Regions from separate parts of the Gossypium hirsutum genome. Here all the other regions are linked to region 3. Evidence: chromatin contacts called from public Hi-C data. All regions are on one chromosome and are shown on one strand. The core of a region is the stretch at or near the end of the contact, and the rest is flanking DNA. Distances in the headings are between cores, read along the strand shown. Region 1 holds the start of LOC107920937 (protein PLANT CADMIUM RESISTANCE 2). Region 2 holds the start of LOC107922091 (plant UBX domain-containing protein 2). Region 3 holds the start of LOC107922203 (F-box protein SKIP28).

The links. A called contact is a pair of places that touch in the nucleus more often than the background predicts.
Region 1: a contact with region 3 is called in a Hi-C map of leaf, with 3 times the contacts expected there. The contact joins the promoter of LOC107920937 here to the promoter of LOC107922203 in region 3. A contact is called at or near these places in 15 of 34 Hi-C or Micro-C datasets (anther, callus, fibers and 3 more).
Region 2: a Hi-C map of leaf shows a contact between it and region 3, with 3 times the contacts expected there. The contact joins the promoter of LOC107922091 here to the promoter of LOC107922203 in region 3. A contact is called at or near these places in 13 of 34 Hi-C or Micro-C datasets (anther, callus, hypocotyl and 2 more).

The regions. Positions count from the first base shown.
Region 1 is chrD01:45,552,129-45,556,384 of Gossypium_hirsutum_v2.1, forward strand. It overlaps LOC107920937 (protein PLANT CADMIUM RESISTANCE 2), which reads right to left and starts at 1,913. Exons shown (of 4, transcript XM_016850770.2): 1 at 1,553-1,913; 2 at 1,335-1,406; 3 at 1,040-1,252; 4 at 721-945. The coding sequence starts at 1,730. The coding sequence ends at 860. LOC107920936 (protein PLANT CADMIUM RESISTANCE 2) reads right to left here and starts at 425. Exons shown (of 4, transcript XM_016850768.2): 1 at 1-425. It overlaps LOC107920964 (a long non-coding RNA gene), which reads left to right and starts at 3,837. Exons shown (of 2, transcript XR_001690841.2): 1 at 3,837-4,251.
Region 2 is chrD01:45,210,880-45,215,633 of Gossypium_hirsutum_v2.1, forward strand. LOC107922091 (plant UBX domain-containing protein 2) reads right to left here and starts at 2,298. Exons shown (of 5, transcript XM_041086535.1): 1 at 1,365-2,298; 2 at 1-703. LOC121213660 reads right to left here and starts at 3,039. Exons shown (of 1, transcript XM_041086536.1): 1 at 2,335-3,039. The coding sequence starts at 2,871. The coding sequence ends at 2,479.
Region 3 is chrD01:45,397,569-45,402,115 of Gossypium_hirsutum_v2.1, forward strand. LOC107922203 (F-box protein SKIP28) reads right to left here and starts at 1,460. Exons shown (of 4, transcript XM_016852097.2): 1 at 1,363-1,460; 2 at 966-1,285; 3 at 1-795. The coding sequence starts at 30.

The DNA of each region.
Region 1 (4,256 bases), core at 663-3,162, 160 kb after region 3:
TTGGGCTCCAATTCTAAATATTATTTCGACACGTGTTCAAAGTTATTTGTTGTTTATAAACAGTTCATTTTTTATTTATTTATTTTAACATATATGATAAAAGAACAACCATTGAATGGACACCAAAAGAGGCACGAAATGAGGAAGAGAAATGGGTTTATATTGAAACTTTGCAAGATAAGTCTGCTGACTGTCTTTAATTAATCTACACCCATTTCTAACCAAATATGCCGAGCCTTTTTGTATGTAATTTTCAGTTAAATCACCAAACATTTTACCACCTTTGACATATTCTAAAATCACCTGTTTTGTTTACCAAACCATGACAACCTAATTACAACCAAAATGGTTTCTTTTTGCTTAACTTTAAAATCTATATTTAATTAATGAAGGAAATAATAAAATATTTACAGCTAGATTTTTTTAAATTTCTTTTTCTTTCAATTCCCAATATTTTTTTTATTTAGATTAAATATAAATTAATTCCCGTTTATCTATTTTATCAAATTTATTGTACCAAGGGACTATCCCAGCAGGCTGTATGCAATTTTGAGTAGGTTTTATTTGAGGTAATGGCAAACCGGTTGCCCAAAGTAATGAAATGCTTATATATAGATATTTTAATTTTTTTTTTAAAAAAAACATGTGATATTTCATCGCAGCTAATGTAATTTAATATATAATGACGACACTCAGCCACACTCACATCAAATGAAAGACTTAATCGAAAACCGTCCGAAATATAGGTGAGAATATCATTCCATGCCACTTCTCCATCATTGGAGCCACAGTGGCATCACATGAATAATAACAATAATAAAATAAATATCATCGAGAACCATCCAAAATATAGATGAAATTATCTTTTCATGCCACTTTCCATCACCGGAGCCGATGGCATTTGGAGGCCTTGATTTTGCTGCCTCGCCATATTTCCATGCCATCCTACATATTCCAAACCATGGAAATGCATGGAATTAAGTGAAAATTTAAAATAAAGTATTTCTTTTCTTCAAAAAAAAAAAACAAAAAATAGTACCAAGAGACATGTCGAAGCCACGGTTTTTGAGCTCGCGATATTCTTGACACAAGGCGCAGGCCTCGCAGCAAAAATGAAGGCAGCAATCGTTGCAAGGCCTATCTTCCAACATGTATTCACTCCTCATCCTGGAACGATAGACACAGGAGTATATGCAAGGACACCCCGTCAATATTCCAATTAATGCGTACAGTGCTCCACTTACTCCGCATGCTGCACCATTTTTTACATATTAACCCACCGCCCTTTCTTCTTCATAACTTGCATCTTATTCAATCCCAAAAAAAAAACTTACAGGTCGATCCATGATCGACGATCTCAGCAATTCGTCCAAAAGTGATGCAAGGACACCAACATGTGAGGCAACCTGTAAAAATTCAATTAAATAAAGTAAGTACAAAAAAAAAAAAAACAATGATGAGAGTCCAACTTAAAATCTCAAAAAGAAAGACTATTTTGGGTTTAGACAGGAACAAAAAAGGATGAGAGGTTTAATAGAAAGGAAAAGCTTACAGTTAGGCAGATCAGAGCAGCAATCACAGAGTCCGGTGGACCAAGGGACGTTCCTAGGCGGTTGCGTGTAATTTTGCTGAGGATATTGGGGGTTAATGGGAACACCAGTTACTGGAGCTTCTTGCACAAAGTGATGAGGATTTGCGGAGGTTGATTGGTTCGTGGGGTATTTGGTCATGACTGCAGATGTTGTGTTCTTCAGACTTAACTTCCTGCAGGAAAAATAAAGTTGAAGGCTACCAGGGAAAACAAAGACGACAGGTTTATGTTTATGTTTATATATAGAAAGTTGAAGCAAGAAGAAATAACACAAACAACACGCTTTCACCACATAAACCGTCCTCAAATAAATCTAGGAATTGTCAGAATATCGTTTGGCGCGTTGAGAAAAAATAAAAACCAATTTCCATCGTATCATAAATGCACACAAGCTGACCTTTCTACCAAATTTCGTAGAAATGAAAGGAAGCTGACGTCAGCAAGACCAAGTCAAATAAAGCGACTGCTACAATAAGCCGCCACCGATGAAACCCAACAACAGAGCTAATCTTCACATTATACTGAAGTACACATCAACTGACATTGTAACAGAAGGTTTAACTGCTAACAGAATATAACAATTTTAACCACCAGTTTGCTGCAACACTTCTTATTTCTTGACAGTATTTGATCTTCCTTTGTTTTAAAACATGAAACCAATGAACTGAGAGATGAGGAACCATGGATAAGGATAAAGATTTTAGATTCAGTTGGTTTGTGAATATACATTCAATTAAAATTTATAAATATTTAGTATATATATTTATATAAATTTTAAATATTTTATTAAAATAATAATCATAATTAAAATTTAATTTTTTATTTCACTTAAAAGTAAAATTAATTTTACTCAAATTCAACTATTTAGTAAAGAATGTGGTTTCATTTTATTACTAAAGCAAGCGATTAGCAGTTAGCTTTCTCTTTTGCTAAGTCTATCAGAGATTTCAAGCCTATATCTCTACGATCAACACTAAATTTCCAATCCACCAAATACAAAATCTTAGGAATAAAAACAAAATTAAATTTGCAGAAACCATTTTTTGAAAACTAAAATTTAGTTATCGACTTTAAAAAACAAGAATTTGAGTCGCCACCGATCCTTTATTGAGGTGTGACCGGCTCACCTTACAAACGATTCTGGTCTGCAAATTTTAAGAAAATAGGTTCGGGAGTCAATTACGCATGAAGAAGGGTTAGCACCCTCGTAACGCCCAAAATCGGTACCAAATTGACTATTTAATGTCTTAGTGTCGAAAATTAAAAAGATTTTGTTAAACTCAAATATTGAAATCTGAAAAGGATAATCAATTATTCAAGTCAGACAAAGAAATTAAGACCCAATACGCTAGGGTACAATTTCTCTAAATCCCCGAACTTTGAATATCACTTTTACTTTATAAGTAAATCTTCATCTCGAGAAAGCAATTATGTCATGCCCAATACGTTAGGACACAACAAATTAAGTTCCCAAAAATGATTTTTACTTATACATTTTGAATAATGAATATTCTCAATTATTTGGAATTAACAAAGAAAATCGAAACCCAATACGTTAGGGCTCAATTTCCTCAAAAATCCCAAACTTTGAATATCGCTTTTATTTTAAAAGTCTTTGAATCAAAAGAAAATGATTTTAATGTTTTATCAAAACCAAAATATGTATTTTTTAAAAGATATGTTAAAAAAATGTTAATGCGATATGAAACAAATACTTTACTTTAAATTATATGTATATATGTATTTTCAAAATATAAGTATAATACATAAATAAATTTTGAAAACATGTATATGCATATATTAAAACAAGCATATATATATATACATATATAAAAACATGAAATACACCAAAACAAAATAATAACAAAAAAAAACTTATGATAATTCTAAAAAGTACATATATATATTACAAAGAATGTATGAACATATATAAATTATAAAATATGAAAATATAAAAATTATAAAATATAAATGTATATAAAATATATAAAAACTATGAAAATAAAATAATAATAAAATATATACATAATATGCCTATGTATTAAAAAACGTTTAAAATATATACATATATATATTAACATACATATGCGTGTAGATATAATAATAATAATATATAATATAACTATAATAATAATAATAATAATGATAATGCTATTGAAAATAATTAATTTAATAGCAATAATAATAAAATGACTAATTTAAACTTAAAACAGAAGTTTAGGGCAAATTTGAAATAAATAAAATGCAAATGGCCTAAATAGAATACGCAATTAACAGTGGAGGACCAAAAGGGAAATTAACCCCATCCTCCAACACGCTACGCAGCAACATGGGCCAAATTGAAACAGTAATAAAACACGCAGAAAAATTTAAAAGAAATAAAAAGATTAATTTAGACACATTATGAAACAAGGGGACTAATCGCGCAAATAAACCAGTGCAGTAAAAAACGCGGGTCTGGTCGGGTTCTGGGTTGGGTCACACGGGTTACAGGCTTAAACGACACCGTTTTAAACCCTATAAATCCCACTTTTAAAAACCCTAAATCATTTCCCCTTTCTGCCATTTGAAGCTGCGCTGTGGCTCCCTTTCTCTACCGTTCCAATTCCATTTCCAATCGGCCACACCAACGACAGCACCTCGACGGCGCACTGCCACCGGTAAG
Region 2 (4,754 bases), core at 1,048-3,547, 190 kb before region 3:
TTTTTGATGTCGTAACTGTTAATAATAGGTAGATGTAATTGGCAGATGAAACGGACAATGGACCCCACCCACACTTTGAATTGTTCATAACCAAATACACGCCCTCTTTCTCGCTTATCTAAACCAATAACATTCCACCACGTACAATACCCATACTTTTTTTAGTTAACCATTATATTAATACTTCAAACGTTGAATGTTTTGCCTATTGTCTACTCAAGATTTTTGTCCCCATTTTTTTTTGTAACTCGACCCAAGTCGAACAATCAGACCAAGCCTTTTCGAGTTTCCAATCCACTACGTTAACTTTTCCTCCAATTAATCTGTATATTCACATTCATGATTCATCCACTCATTAGCTTATTGCCAATCCCTAGAGCTTTGAATACGCAGAATGTTTCCATCCACTTTGAAGTTGAAATTGAAATTGAAATGAAAAAATCACCAAAGAGAAGAATTTGAATATATAAACGTAAAGAAGTGCGCATCCCAGTAAAATTTAACTCATTTACAATGTACATCTAAGCCAACCCTAGACTGTCAAAGCTCTAGTCGAGACCTCCAATGGCCGTGTACATATGTGCTTCAATCTCACTCCCAAAAGGAAGAGATCTTTGCTTGGAGTTTGAATCCGAAGTTCCAACTTCCACTTCAGTCTCCGCAAAGCCCAAGTCATGCCCTTCTCAAACTGGGCACCTTCTACCTAGGGGTGTGCAAAATTCGGGTAAAATCGAAAAAATTCGGTTAACCGACCAAATTCGATTAATCGATCGGTTAACCGAAATTTTTCGGTCGGGGGTCGGTTAATTATTTTTTAATTTTTTGGTTAACGGTTAATTCGGTTCGAAACCGGTCAGTTAACCGAAAAAATTAATAAATAAAATTATAATATATAAATAGGCCCACTATTCACCTAAACCCACTTCAAACCCAAGTATTCAATCCAACCCAATTACTCAACCCAACCCAATCATAAAAATTACAAAAAATTTAATAAATAAAAATAAAATTCTAAAACTAAAACTAAAGTATAAAAGTCTAAAAAATAATTTAATTATGTATGATTTAATTCGAGTAATTCGGTTAATTCGAGTAATTCGGTTAATTCGGGTAATTTGGTTAATTTGGTTAATTCGGTTAATTTTTAACCAAAAATAAAAAACATATAATTTTCGGTTAATTCGGTTAACCGACCGAATTAACCGAAAAAATTTCGGTTCGGTTAATTTTTTTGAAAAAATTTCGGTTTTGTTAACGGTTAAAAATTTTGAAAGATCGGTTAATTCGGTTAATGCTATTTCGGATCGGTTAACCGGTCGGTTAACCGAATGAACACCCCTACTTCTACCTTATTAAACTTCTACCTTATTAAATGAACAAGAGGAGCCAAGGTCCCCTAGAAAAGAATCGTTCATTTGCCGTGTTCCACAAGGTTCTAGCAAACTTGCCTGTCAAATTTAAAGTTCATTTCATATCCCCCCCCCCACCACCCCCAACAACAAACCATCAAAGATAGTAGTAGTAACCGAGAGAAGATCGGTTTTGCCACTGGAAACATTTTGTTCCTTCTTCCGCCGATCATTATGCTGCTGTTCGAGATTCCGACATCTCCTTGCACCATGGGCAGTCAAAATGATCTCATCCATATATTAAGGGATCAATTATAGTTTTACCAGAATAAGTGAGGCATCGGAAAGGGAATCAAAGCTTCGGCCAAAGGGTTCAGCACCCAAGCTGTAAGCTCACCTTCTTGGAAGTACTGAGGTTCAATCAGGGTCAGTAGCTACAGAATCTTTGATTAAAATCTCATCATGATTCATGAATGGATGATCGTAAGGTCCAAGATAATATAGTGATGAACTCAAAAATTGGAAAAAAAAAGTTCGCCCACAAACTTCAAGTGCTTAAAACTCCAAAGATAACGAGCTTACCAGTAAAGAATTGAAGCTAAATTGGCGTTCAAGAATGAATGGTTACCGTAAGGCAATCGTCCTTCTAGAGCATCGAATAGGTATAGAAAAATTATTGCCCTAGCTTCAAATCCATATTTCAAACGTTTTACTAGAGAATGATATAACGCTGTACCAATGTAGAAAGCTATAGGGTAAGTATACAATTTGAGGCATTGGATATCACAGCTTCAATTATGTCCATTCGATCATCATGTTGCCTTGCATAACCAAGTTCCAAACGATAATCAACTTGTTCTAATTGGATACTAAATCCTAAATTTCAACTCCAAAAGCAGTTGTCAATATTGAAACAATAGCGATAACTTGAACCAAACCCCAACTTTTTTTTAATCAAATCGTAAATTGAATAACAGAGATGCAATAATAACAACATATAATTCTTTCAAGATAAATCTCTCAAATCATCCAAACACATCAGAGATGAAATTCAAACAAAAAGATTATTAAAAAGAAAAGAAAAAGAAGTAGCCCAAATACAACAGATCTAAAATTCGCAGCACTTATCTCAATCGCGATTCTTAAGCCTCTCAACTCGCTGATTCAACTGCTCGATCTTAACAACAAGGTTAGTAACAGAGTAAAGAAGCCAGTACAAAATAAGAGCTGCAGCGATGAGAAGCGCGTTGCGCTGGCTCTTCATGATGGATTTCTGGTGACGGAGATATTCGGAAGGGGTACAGGAATCGGCGTCACAGGTAGGACGCGTCTCGTATTTCCAGTATATATCCATGAGGAGGAAGAGGCAGAAAGGAACCACCGACATGAAGGGCTTGAGGAGGTTACGTGTGACGGCGATCAAGCCCTTGCGGAGTCCGTCAAGGCCTGGAACTGTGAGGAGGAGCAACATGATGGCTTCAGCGCCGGCGGTGTAGCCTAGCACTACCCATTCTAGAGCCATATCTTTTGCGGGAAATTTTGACAAAAAAACTGTTAGATCTGACTTAGGTTTTTTGATTTTGAGCTTTGTAAACTGGGGGTTTGGTTTTTGTATATGTGCTTTTCTTAGCGAGGAAGGAGGGCAGAAAATGGATTTATTTTATTTTTTTAATTTATTATTTTATGACTTCATCGTACAGATGGCAGATTTTAAAAAATGGGCTTTTATTTATTCGGATTTGGCCCGATTATTTTCTCAACATTATTTTTTTCAACTCAAATTTAACATGTTTATATATTGTCATACAAATTTTCAAAATATCTATACTATAATATATAAAAAAATTATGGCTCTTGATTTTTATATTTAAAATTTAATTTTAATATAATTTACTATTTCATTTGGTAGTTTAAATTCTTTATTTTTACTAAAATGTTATGTGAGATTTTAAGAATTTTTAACCCCCTTAAATTTTTTATTAAATTTAGATCAATTACAATTTCATTTTTTGTTACATGAATATCAAATGAATAATTTTTAATAAATTTAACACAAGAATTATAATGATGTTAATTAATGGATCTATATTTTTAAATTCAAAAAGTAAAAGGATTAAATTTCTGAAAATAAAATTATAAAAATTAAATTCCAAATATACAAAAATACAAAAATTTTTAAAATGTATCAAAAAGGCCCTTAAACCTTTTCAAAAATAAAAGCAATTAAGCCCTACTTCTTTTTGCACTCAATTGGGTACTTGAACTTTTAAAATGCATTAAAAAGACCATCAAACTTTTAAAAAAAAATTAAGCCCCTACTTTTATTAAAAATTAGAAAACAATTATAAAATATATAAAAATATAAAAAAATTATAAAATTTTATAAAGTCGTAAGAAAATTATACAAAATGTAAAGAAATATAAATTTCGTAAAAAAATTATAAAAATTATCGTATCAAAAGAAGCATTTTATAATTTTTCTATAACTTTTATTGATTTTTATTTTTTATCATATTTCGCCACATGTCATGCTGTGTTTAGACCTGTCCATGGCTCGGCCTAAAGGCTCGCCCAAAAAGTGGGAGGGTTTGGGTAAAAATATAGGCCCGAAAAATGGGTTTGGGCAAAAAAAGTTCGTTTAGAAAACGGGTCGGGCCTCGGGTAAGGCTTTTTTGGCTCGAGCCTGGTCTAAACATGCAAAATAAAAAAAAACTACAGTTCTTTTTCTTTCTTTTTTTTGCTGTTTTTTATTATTTTGTTGCTATTTTCTTTTCTTTTTTTTTTTGACTATTTTGCTACTATTTCACAACTATGTTGCTACTATTTTGTTATTATTATTTAGATATTGTATAACTCTTATTTTATTATTAATTTTGTTACTATTTTAGAGGCATTTGTTTGCTAAGTTGTACATATCTTAGTGTTATTTAAGTATACATATATATTTTTTAAATTTCTTTTCAATTTGTTGGGAAACATTTATTTTAATATTTTTTAAAAAAATAATATAAGAAAATTTATAAGGGTCGGGCCCGAGTTTTAACATTTTTATCCGGGCCAGACTTGGACAAAATTTTAGACCCATTTTTTGGGTCGGGTCGGGCCTAGAGCTAGCAAACGGGCTTAAATTTTTAGTTGGGTCTGGCCCAGCCCATGGACACCTTTAGCTATGTTGTGATACGTGATGACTTTAATTGAAAAAAAGCTAGGAGTAACTAATTTTTTATAATTTTTATAAAATTTTACAATTTTTTTATTTTTTACGATTTTTATAAAAAAATCTAATTTTTAATAAATTTATATTTTTTATATTTTATTAAAATTTAATAATTTTTCTAAAATTTATTATTTATTATATTTTTCTAATTCTTAATAAGAGAATGGGCTTAATTTTGAAAAATTTTG
Region 3 (4,547 bases), core at 210-2,709:
TGCAAGTTCCATGCTCTTTGCAATCTCCATATTGTTTTGATGAAAGAACTGTCTAGATTATATATAGAGAATATAAATCCTTAACAAATAAGCGACCAAAATATGCCCTAAACTAAAGGAGAAGTAAAATGAAGATGTTGACAGGAGGGAAGAAGGGGTTCAATTGTGAGTTTGTCAAAATATGTATTCCATTTTTCTTGCCCTCTAAGGATTTGCTCCATAGTTGACTAGCTTTAAATTCAACCATACAACTAAGTTTTTTTTTTGTTAGTTTTAAGAAAAAATGGAACATTAAACTAAAACAAATGTTACGGATTATAATCTGATCTTAAGATTGTTGTGTTAAACACCTTCTATAATTACACTATGGTAGTTTCAATCATTTACATTTTTCAACTGTAAGTTTTTCACCATCCACAAACAAGTCACTGTTGACCTGTCTGTCCTTGATGGAAAGATGTGCAAAGGGAGTAGCAACTTGGAGATATGGACCTAAGTAGAGCTTTCTCCTAGTGTCTATCCAACCCTTGTCCAACAATGAAGATCATGTATTCAAGCAAGGCCGAATCACAGGGCAACATTATAGGACCATGACTTGATAGACCAAACTCTTCCTCCGAAAAGCTTTAAGAGTTCAACAAATATGTTGTTGCTGAGATATGACAAGGGCACATGATGCCGCTTTTGATCTGCTGTGTAGATGACAAAATGACCTTTTTCAGCCACCGGTGATTCATCGACACCGCCTGCTATAACTTTTGCATTGGATGTCCTCAGTAAATAAACTCTTTCTCTCTGTTAAACAGTTGTTAAAATGGTTAGTTTGATAGGTTGTTACAAAATCTATTAACCAGTTCATTAGGCAGTTGGTTCTCATATGTGTATAAAACGTCATCAGTGTATTCATTTAAGATCAAGATAATATGACTAAAGAATTCTTCTATACTTCATTTTTCTATTTATACCTATTTTGTGTAGTATCTTAAATGGTATCAGTCGCCTAATCCTGGCGAGTGCTTCCATTATTCGCGTGATGGCACCGTCAACCGATTCTAACTCTGCTGATCCTATGAGTTCGTCGTTTTCAAGTGCTCGTTTGGTTCAATCTTTCCCTCGTCGTGATACGGTAAAGTTAGAGGAGAGGAGCTTTGTTCAATGGCAGCAACATATCCGACTCATAATAGAGGGATATGAGCTGCAGGGGTTCTTGGAGGGCACATTGGCTGCTCCATCTCAATTTGTTGCATCTTCAGAAAGTACGCTTCTTCCAAATCCAGACGCATCTCTGTTTAATTAACAGGATAAACTGTTAGCATCTTGGCTTCTTTCCACTATAAGTTCATTGATTTTGTCGTATTTTACCTTTGCTAAGTCTGCGTGTGAAATTTGGAGCACCGTAAATCGGCTATTTGAAGTTTCTACTGGTGCGAAAATCTCTCGTGTTAAGCATGATCTGCATTCTATAAAAAAGGGCGAATTAACTGTCAGAGAATATGTTGCAAAGATAGAAAATGTTTGTGCGTTACTTGCAGCTTCTGGATCGACAATGTCAGAAGCCGAAAAGGTAGAAGTTGTTTTGGCCGGTCTTTCGGTAGACTTTGATATCGTGTTGACCCTAGCCTCATTCTTGATGGAGACGCTTCCTTTTCAGCGTCTAGTCGACGTTCTCTTGGAGTTTGAGAGTCGACAGTTGCAGGTGGCGCGTGAGGTTCCGATGCAAGCCCACCTTGTTGAACAACCTTTGGTTGCCGCGGTGGTTGACTCAGGTTCGTCGCGCGATGTGCATGAAGGGCGTTCACATGGCCTTGGTTTCCGATTGAGAGTGCAGTGTCAGATCTGCAGTAGGTTCGGTCATTTGGCTCAGTGTTGTTTCTATCGCTTTAACCGTACTTATGGTGGTCCAAATGCTTCCAATACGGTGCGAGCTTCCTCCTCTGCATATGGTGGTCGAAAGCTACAGGGTGGTGTTTATGGTGATTCGGGTTCTGGAGAGAATCTTTTGGGGGGTTTTCAAAATCAACGTTGGCCGCCGTAAGCTAGGGTTGCTTCTTTCTATCGTCATCCTAATATGGCTGAGTATGGAATTGGGTTTGGGTCTAATGATGGCCCATTTGATCTTTATGGTGTGGCTGCTGGACGTCATATGCAAGGTGAGTTTGGGCGTGTCTTGGGTCAGCAATCTGTTGGGCCTTCTGATGTGCTGCATAGGCCGAATCTTGTGGAACTAAGTGCAGGCCAGAATTATGGGCATTCATGTGGGCCGTGGTTTAGAGCAAGTGCAAGCCAGAATTTTGGGCATCTGTGTGGGCCGTGGTTTAGACCAAGTGCAGGCCAAAATTTTGAATTTGTTAGTGGCCAAAATAATGGATCGAAATTTGAGCCGATTAGTGGTCAAAATAATGGGCTGCCCAGTGGGTCAGTCCATGCTAATCAAAATTTTGGGTTGGTCAATGCTAATTAAAATTTTGGGCCCCGTTCACTTGGGCCTAATGCTAATTTTGTTGAAGGTTCCATACCCAATAATACTTCTGAAGTTCTGTGGCAGACTAAACCACGAGTACGTGTTTTTGATTTTGGTTCCTCACAGTGTGTTTACCTACCACGAATTCCTGATTTTCGTGCGTCTGATTTTCGTATGCCACACAGTATGATTCTGATTTTGGTAATACTAACTCGTCTACTCCTATGCCGATAGGAACCTCATCATGGTATCCAGATTTAGGGGTCATTCATCATGTCTGTCAAAATGCATCTGATTTGAATGCCGCTACTCCATATATAGGTAATTCTTCACTTTTAATGGGAAATGGGGCTCCCATTAAAAATTCGTCTGTTGGGGATATTGTTCTACTAATAAACAAGAAGTTATTACACCTTTCTAATGTTCTGTGTGTGCCGAGTATTCAAAAGAATCATATGTCTGTTTCTCAATTTGCTGTCGACAACAATGTATTTTTTGAATTTCACCCCTTTTTATTGTGTTGTTAAGGACATCCAAACACAGGTAATTGTACTGCGGGGCCGAGTTCGTGATGGTTTATACCAATTTTTAGCTGGTTCATCTATTCCTTCTGATTCAATTCCTTCTACTAATAACACTGGGGTTCTAGGTGGCCGATTGAATAATGATGATGTTTTCTCACTAAGGTATAAAAGGCTTGGTCACCCTTCTGCTGAAGTTGTTAAACTTGTACTTAACAAGCGTCAAATTGTTTTGAATAAAAAATGCCTTGATAATGTTTTTGTTGCTTGTCAAAAAGGGAAATAACATAAGTTGCCCTTCTCACACTCTACCACTGAATATATGGAGTTGTTTGAATTGGTTGTCTCTGATTTGTGGGACCAGCTTCTGTTGATTGTAGCAGTAATCTGTATTACATTTTGTTAATTGACATGTGTAGTCGGTTTACTTAGATTTATCTGATTAAACGTAAATCTCAAGCAATTAACTGTTTTCTTTAGTTTCAGAAGATGGTCAATACTCATTTTGGAAAGACTATTAAGAAATTTCAAAGTGATTGGGGAGGTGAGTTTCGTACTTTTGCTTTAGTTCTAGTTAGTCTTGGGATTCTTCATCGTCTTTTTTGTCCACATACGTCAGAACAAAATGGTGTTGCTGAGCACAAACACAGTCACATTGTGGAAACTGGTCTTACACTTTTGGCTCAGGCTAGTCTACCTATGAAGTATTGGGGATATGCATTCTGCAGTGCTGTACATCTTAGTAATTGGTTGCCCACACCAGAGGGCAAGTTAGTTGTTTCTTATCATGTTGTGTTTGATGAATGTTGATTTTTATTTTCGTCCGTTCTTCCCATTGTTCAAATCTCTTCTCACTCTCCCACATATGTTCCTGTTGTGAGGAACTCTTCAATTATGACTACTGCAGAACCCGGTAACATAATTGCTCCATCACCGACTACATCTCTGTCTCCTAGTTCAGGTTGTAATGCTGATACATCCGCTCCGGTAAAGCTTCCTAATGTGTGTCGTCCTAGTGAGTCTGTCTCAGTTGGTTCACAAGCTGAGTGTGGAAATAATATAAGGGAGTTTTGTCTTTCAAGATCATCTACAGATACTAGTCTATCCAGTGTGTCTCCGATTGTTTCTTCTCTACCTATAGGGAATACTCATGCTATGGTTACTTGGTCTAAGGCAGGAGTTTTTAAGCCTAAATCTTTGTCAGTCGACGTTGTAGATTTTGAGCCTCGGTCTGTTGAGGAAGTGCTTGCTCATAAGGAGTGGAAATTTCAGTTCAAGTTGAATTTGATGCTTTAATGGCCAACTCTACCTGGTAGCTGGTTTCTCTACCTCCTGGCCGGAAAGCAATTGGATGCAAATGAATTTTCAAAATAAAAAATCCTAATGGGTCGATTAATCGTCGAAAAGCACAGTTGGTTACAAAGGGATGCTCTCAGGTTCCTAGTTGTGACTTCAACGAAATTTTAGTCCAGTGGTCAAACCTGCTACTATTCGAATCATTTTTCTATTGCTGTGACTAATGGTTGGAAACTTTGTCAGGTTGATGTAAATAATGCTTTTTTAAA